2 separate regions of the Sus scrofa genome follow, and region 1 is linked to region 2. The links are chromatin contacts, called in public HiChIP or PLAC-seq maps. All regions are on one chromosome and are shown on one strand. The core of a region is the stretch at or near the end of the contact, and the rest is flanking DNA. Distances in the headings are between cores, read along the strand shown.

Region 1 (2,700 bases), core at 52-2,551, 200 kb after region 2:
GGCTGGGTTCCAGGTTCTCGATGTTCCTCATGTGATGGAGAAAGAGCTCCAGCTTCCCTCTCAGGACCTCATCTAAACCTATAACCTCCCCAAAGCCCCACCTCCAAACACCATCACACTGGGGGTGGGGCTTCAATGTACGATTTTGGGGCAAATACACATCCTTTCAGTGCATAGAAATAACCCAGCAAGTCAAGGGGTCCTCACATGCCTGGTTCCCTGGAATATCCATGTTGGTCATTTATTATTGATGCCGTAAACGTGTTTGAATGAAAATAATGGAGATGTTGTGTCCCTTTCCCCTGTAATCCGAGCCACGCTGTAAACTTGTGCCTGTGTTAGGAGGGGGTGGTGGGGGTCTGTTCTGGCGAAGACTCAGTGCCAAGCTGTCCTTGGCCATGGCTGGCGGTAAGGGTGAGCTGTCTGCCCTGTGTGGTCTCTCCGGAGTTAGATGGTTCTTTGGATCTCAGATTGCTTTTCTTCTCGACCTAGAAGCCATGCCAGGCTGTTGGAACTGAGCTTGGGAGGACGGGAGGCAGGGCTTGCTCTGCGCTGTGAGCTGAAGAGGCAGGGATGGGGGGCGGGCAGTGGTACGTGGTGTGTGGACGGAGGGTCCGCAGAGCCTGATGGCCAGCCGGGTGCTGCTGCGGAACGCCGGCCGAGGCATAGGAAGCTGTGCCCCTCATTCCTTGTGAAACAGCGTTGTGATTTTTACGCCTGCGACCCAGAGACCTCTGTGGACCCCGTGTCTCTCGGCTTCGCATCAGTCAGCGCCTGTTTTTCAACAGTCTCACCCGGGGCATGTTGCCCGTGGGCGCGTACGACGGGGCTCTGCGCTCGGCTGTGGAGCTAAAAGAGGTTAAGAGGAGGCAGCGCTCACACCACTGCTAAAGGCCAGAGAACTCTGCTGAAGAGCCGGTCATCGTCACCCTGAGCCGGGCTATTTATAATTGGGCTGCTGCCACAGGCCGTGGATGAATGGCCGTCTGTGCGGACACACACGTTGTGTGCTGGATCTCAGTGTGCGTGTTTACTTAGGTGCCTCTGTGACCTGGACGTGATTTCCCAGCCGCCCAGGGGTGAGGCTTGAGGGGCTGGGGATGCAGGCTGGGGTGGGCGGGAGGCCGCAGCCAATGCCTGGAGACTTGGCACCTCTCTGAGGGAGTGGGCCTGGACCATCTCTCTGGACTGCGGAGGAGACAGAAGCCCAGCTGGGGCTCAGAGCAGGCTCAGGACAGGGGGCCCCCCTTCCGTGGGCCAGGGGGCTGTGGCTCTGCCCCCTTGCTCCTGACAACACTGCCCCCTGGTGTTCTGCCAGGGCTGCGAGACCTCACAGGCCTGGAGAGCGAGCGTGGAGGCACCATCCCCACCCAGTGCACGGCCTTTTGTCAGAGGTGGTGACGCGGGCCGTCCGCTGATGGAGGATGGAGTCCCTGTGTTTTGTTTCCACTGATGGGGATGGATTTGCAGAACCTCCCATGCTCCTGCCTGGTCCTGGTGATTCATGTGTGCAAGAGGGCTGACCCGCGAGCGGAAGTGGCCTCCTGCCACTCCAAGGATGGTGCACAGGCAGAAGCTTCTCACCCAGTGGGTCTGCACTGGTAGTTGCCCACCCCCTCCGATGCCCAGGGCTGATGCTTCTTCAGACATTTGGCACTGATTTTCAGCCCTGAGGCTCTCGGGTATCAGTGAAGCCTGGCCTTCCTGTCTGCCTCCCCTAGAGTCCAGTCTCCCTAACAAGTGGCTCCCTGCCCTCAGAAGCCTGCTGTGTCACCTGCCCTGCAGCCTGCAGTGATGGGCTGGTTGGAACTGCAGGGAAGTGGGTTTTTCAGAGACATAAAAAGGTAGCATCAGTGTGCAGACTCAGCTCTGGAGTCGGATGGACCTGGGTTTGAGCCTGAGGTTCAGGATGCCGTTTTGTCGGCGGAGCTTTTTCTGTCTTGAGTAAAAGGGGATCCTGGAAGGCAGAGCCCCATGTGAGGCCCAGAAGGCATGTCCCATCAGGGTTGCTCTCTTTTTCCTTTTCTCAGCCCGATTCTATCCTTTCTTCCTTTGCGGTGTTGCCGTTTAAACCTACGTAATTACAGTGTCATCAGAAGCGTTACGCTGGTTAACTGGGATCTGAGGAACACTTAGCAGGCTGCCCTGCACATAGTAGGTCCAGTGACAACAGTAGTTGCTATAGTTGTCTGTTTGGGCCCAGGGACAGCTGCAGGGTCTCGTTACTTTTCATTCTTGCGGCAGCCTGGCAGCTTTGTGGGGAGGTGCCGGACCAGAGGCGTCTCAGTAATGCTTCGCCTCCCTCCGCCCCAGTGAGCCCCCAGGGAGGCTTCCCCCACTTTAAGTGGGCTCCGTGTCACGTGCGTGTCCTTGCACATCCGCACCGCCAGTTTTGACGAACCTTCTGGAGACGTTGACCTTCTTGGTTCTCAAGCATGAGTAACTTTGCTTCCCTCAAGGGAAGTTGCTGTAAGTCTCAAACTTGGAGGGGTTTTTGTTTGGGGGCAGGGTGTTATTTCCCTGAAACCTCAGAGGGCTCATTGGGGCCGCAGGGTTTTAGGCAGCCTGTCTGATGATCCCCCCACCCCACCCCCTAGGAAGTGGGTGTTTGGTTCTCCATTGGCCTCTCCTCACTGTGATCCGTCTTGGGGGAAACAACCCATAGGCAGGTCCAGGGGCCCAAGATGCGAGTAGATGCAG
Region 2 (2,700 bases), core at 78-2,577:
GCCAGGGTGAGCGTATTTGAAGCCTTCTGCCACCCTCAGCTACCTCCACAGATGGTGGGGGGCTTGGTCTTAATTTACATTTCATGCACTTCTCTACCTCAGCATAGAAACAATAAGACATACATAAAACGAAGGGGTTGAGAGGGGTTTCCTCAAATAACCACCCTTCCCAGCCCTCCCGGAGGTGCTCCCAAACTATTTCTCTTTATACGCAAAAATTTGATTTGAACTCCAATCATTTGACCTTGACCCCTATAAACCTATTTTATTATATTTTTTAAACTCCCTATGATTAACGCGGAAACCCTTTCTTCGGCATTTTCTCACCACTGGAATCGCGTCAGTTTCCTCAAAGTTCCAAAATAACCTTTCCCGGGCACGGATTTCGTACCTCTGCCAGGGAAGGGCGGGGAGCGGCGCAAGACGTGCCGGTTTGGAGCGAGAGCCAGAGAGAACTTCCAGCGCGAGAGGAAAATAAAACTTGTGGCTGGCGTTGGTGCGGGAGGGTCTCCGCAATCCTGAAGGCCCCCGACCTAGAGGGGTCTCGGGGGCCGCCCGAGGAGCGCCAGGGTCTGGGTTTGATCCCGACGTCCTTGACCTAAATTTCTGCGCGGTGGCTGGAAAAAGGGCGCAGAGCCGGGAGGGCGGCTGGTGCCATCCCCGGATCCCGGCGGCTGGGGCTGGGGAACTTGAATGGAGAGGCCGACCTAGAAGGGGTGGGGGGCGTCTTCTCCCCAGCCCGAGTGCGGAGCGGTGGCCAGCTCCCCGCGCTTCCCCCTCCCCCGATCCACCCTCCCCACGCAGCCCATGTGATCGAGGGAAGTCGGGGTGCGCTCCCCCCGCCCCCCGGCCCGGCCCGCCCGGAGGCGGGGCCCCTCGGGCCGCGGGGTTCGCGCACCGCCCCCGTGGGTCCGGCTGCGGGGGGCCGAGTGTGCGCGCGCGGCAGGCGGGGGCCGCACCGGGGTGCGTGACGTCACCGGCATTGGTTACACGACGTTCTAGAACTCCGCCCCACGTGCGCCGGGAGGAGGGGGAGGAGGAGGGGATGGGGGTGGGGAGGAGGAGGGGGAGAGGTGGGGATGGGCCGGGGGGGCGGGGACGGGGGGTGTGCGAGCAGCGGGGCTGAGCTAAGCCGAGCCCACGTGTGACGGCTCTCGCCGCTGCCCCGGCTCCGCCGCTCGCTGAGAGATTCGGAGGAGCCCGGGCGGGGGGGAGGAGGAGGGGGAGGAGGGAGCGGGAGATCTCGGGGCTCGGAGCCGGCCGCCGCTCCGCTCCGATCGCTGTGGGGCTCGGTTTTTTGGGGGTGGGGGGGCGGGGGGGCTCAGATATGGAGGCAAATGGGAGCCAAGGCACCTCGGGCAGCGCCAACGACTCCCAGCACGACCCCGGGTAAGTTTCCAGCCGCTGCCCACCGCGCCGCCTCGGGCTCGCTCTCCTTGCAGCGGCGGGGACGGCGGTGCGCGGAGCCGGGCATCTCCCGCGCCCCCCCGCCCCTCCCGCGCGCCCCCCCGTGGAAGTTACACACCTTTGGATTGCATTTCGCCGTCACCTTCTCCCCCACCCCACCTCCCGGCTCTCGCTCGCTCGCTCCCCCCTGCTTTCCTTTTAGCTTTTGTAAGTTACACGTCAAAATGGCCGATCTGACATCGGTGCTCACTTCTGTTATGTTTTCTCCCTCTAGTAAAATGTTTATCGGTGGACTGAGCTGGCAGACCTCACCAGGTAAGGGAGGGAGGGGGGGACGCCTGGGTCCCCCCCTTCTTGGCTTCTTTATTGCTCTTTGTTATCCCGGTGTAGGAGCCCCCCCCCGCCATTGGCTCCCCACTTCTCCTGTGCAAGGTTATTTTTTTAAATAGCAAATCCTTTCCGAGCCCTCTACGCGACCTCTGTTGCCGAATTTCCCCCGCGTGTGCAAAAAACCCCCCAGAATAACAACAGAAAACTACTTTTGGTTTTTGTCCTTGATCAAAATTTGCATTGCTTTTTTTTTTCCCCACACCTTCTCCCCCCCCATCTCTCTCTTTCTCTCTACAGATAGCCTTAGAGACTATTTTAGCAAATTTGGAGAAATTAGAGAATGTATGGTCATGAGAGATCCCACTACGAAACGCTCCAGGTAAACCATTCCCTTCTGGATTTTGTCTTTATTTTAGAAGAAAGTTTAAGTGTTATTTTTGGAGGTGTCTTCGGTAGTAGCTAAGCGGATTTAGAATGGGGCTCAGGCATGTGGCTGATTTCGAACGTCGCTCAGTCTCCCCCCCCCATTAACCCCAAAGGTTATTAATTGGGGCTGAACTCTGGCTACAGAGATGCCCATGTTTCTGCTTTAAGTCATTTCTCCGTCGCTTCTTTTTCTCCTGTTTCAAATGACATTCAGCTTCCATTCACTTTCCACATAGTTTTCTTTTTTTTCCCCTCCCTTCCCTATGTATCCTTTCCCCGCACTCCCAGTTCCCCAAACTCTTAAAGCCCCTCTTGGAAAGCTGGATGAATCTCCTCTAAGTGCTGGGTTTTCTTCGGAATAAAACAAAGCGTTAAAGAAAGGGAAGGGAGGAGGAGGAGGAGAGAGATTGAGGTGGCGAAAGAGTGGAGATACCAGCGTTCTCCAAGTTACCTCCAGCCGCCCTGCCCCCGTTCCACTTCCCCCATTAACCTTGATGTGTTTCCTTGGGAGGCGGAGGGCTGTAGGCAGGAGGGGGT

Evidence for each region. HiChIP or PLAC-seq counts read pairs in DNA pulled down with a chosen protein or histone mark.
Region 1: a contact with region 2 is called in an H3K27ac HiChIP or PLAC-seq map of skeletal muscle, with 6 times the contacts expected there. The contact joins the enhancer-like site here to the promoter of MSI2 in region 2. A contact is called at or near these places in 11 of 47 Hi-C or Micro-C datasets (alveolar macrophages, embryonic fibroblasts, fetal heart ventricle and 5 more) and 1 of 2 datasets of contacts at active chromatin or transcription factors (skeletal muscle).

The regions. Positions count from the first base shown.
Region 1 is chr12:33,732,145-33,734,844 of Sscrofa11.1, forward strand. All of the region lies in intron 6 of MSI2 (RNA-binding protein Musashi homolog 2-like), which reads left to right. Among named protein-coding and RNA genes, the nearest start is that of MSI2, 200 kb to the left of the region's middle. Within about 2 kb of position 1,302, at least 10 of the 83 cell types and tissues checked have an H3K27ac peak or open chromatin away from gene starts, as enhancers often do. A contact at or near this core is called in skeletal muscle, where this site is marked.
Region 2 is chr12:33,535,948-33,538,647 of Sscrofa11.1, forward strand. MSI2 (RNA-binding protein Musashi homolog 2-like) reads left to right here and starts at 1,328. Exons shown (of 13, transcript NM_001315780.1): 1 at 1,328-1,389; 2 at 1,682-1,722; 3 at 2,035-2,116. The coding sequence starts at 1,328. LOC110256167 (a long non-coding RNA gene) reads right to left here and starts at 999. Exons shown (of 3, transcript XR_002337445.1): 1 at 392-999.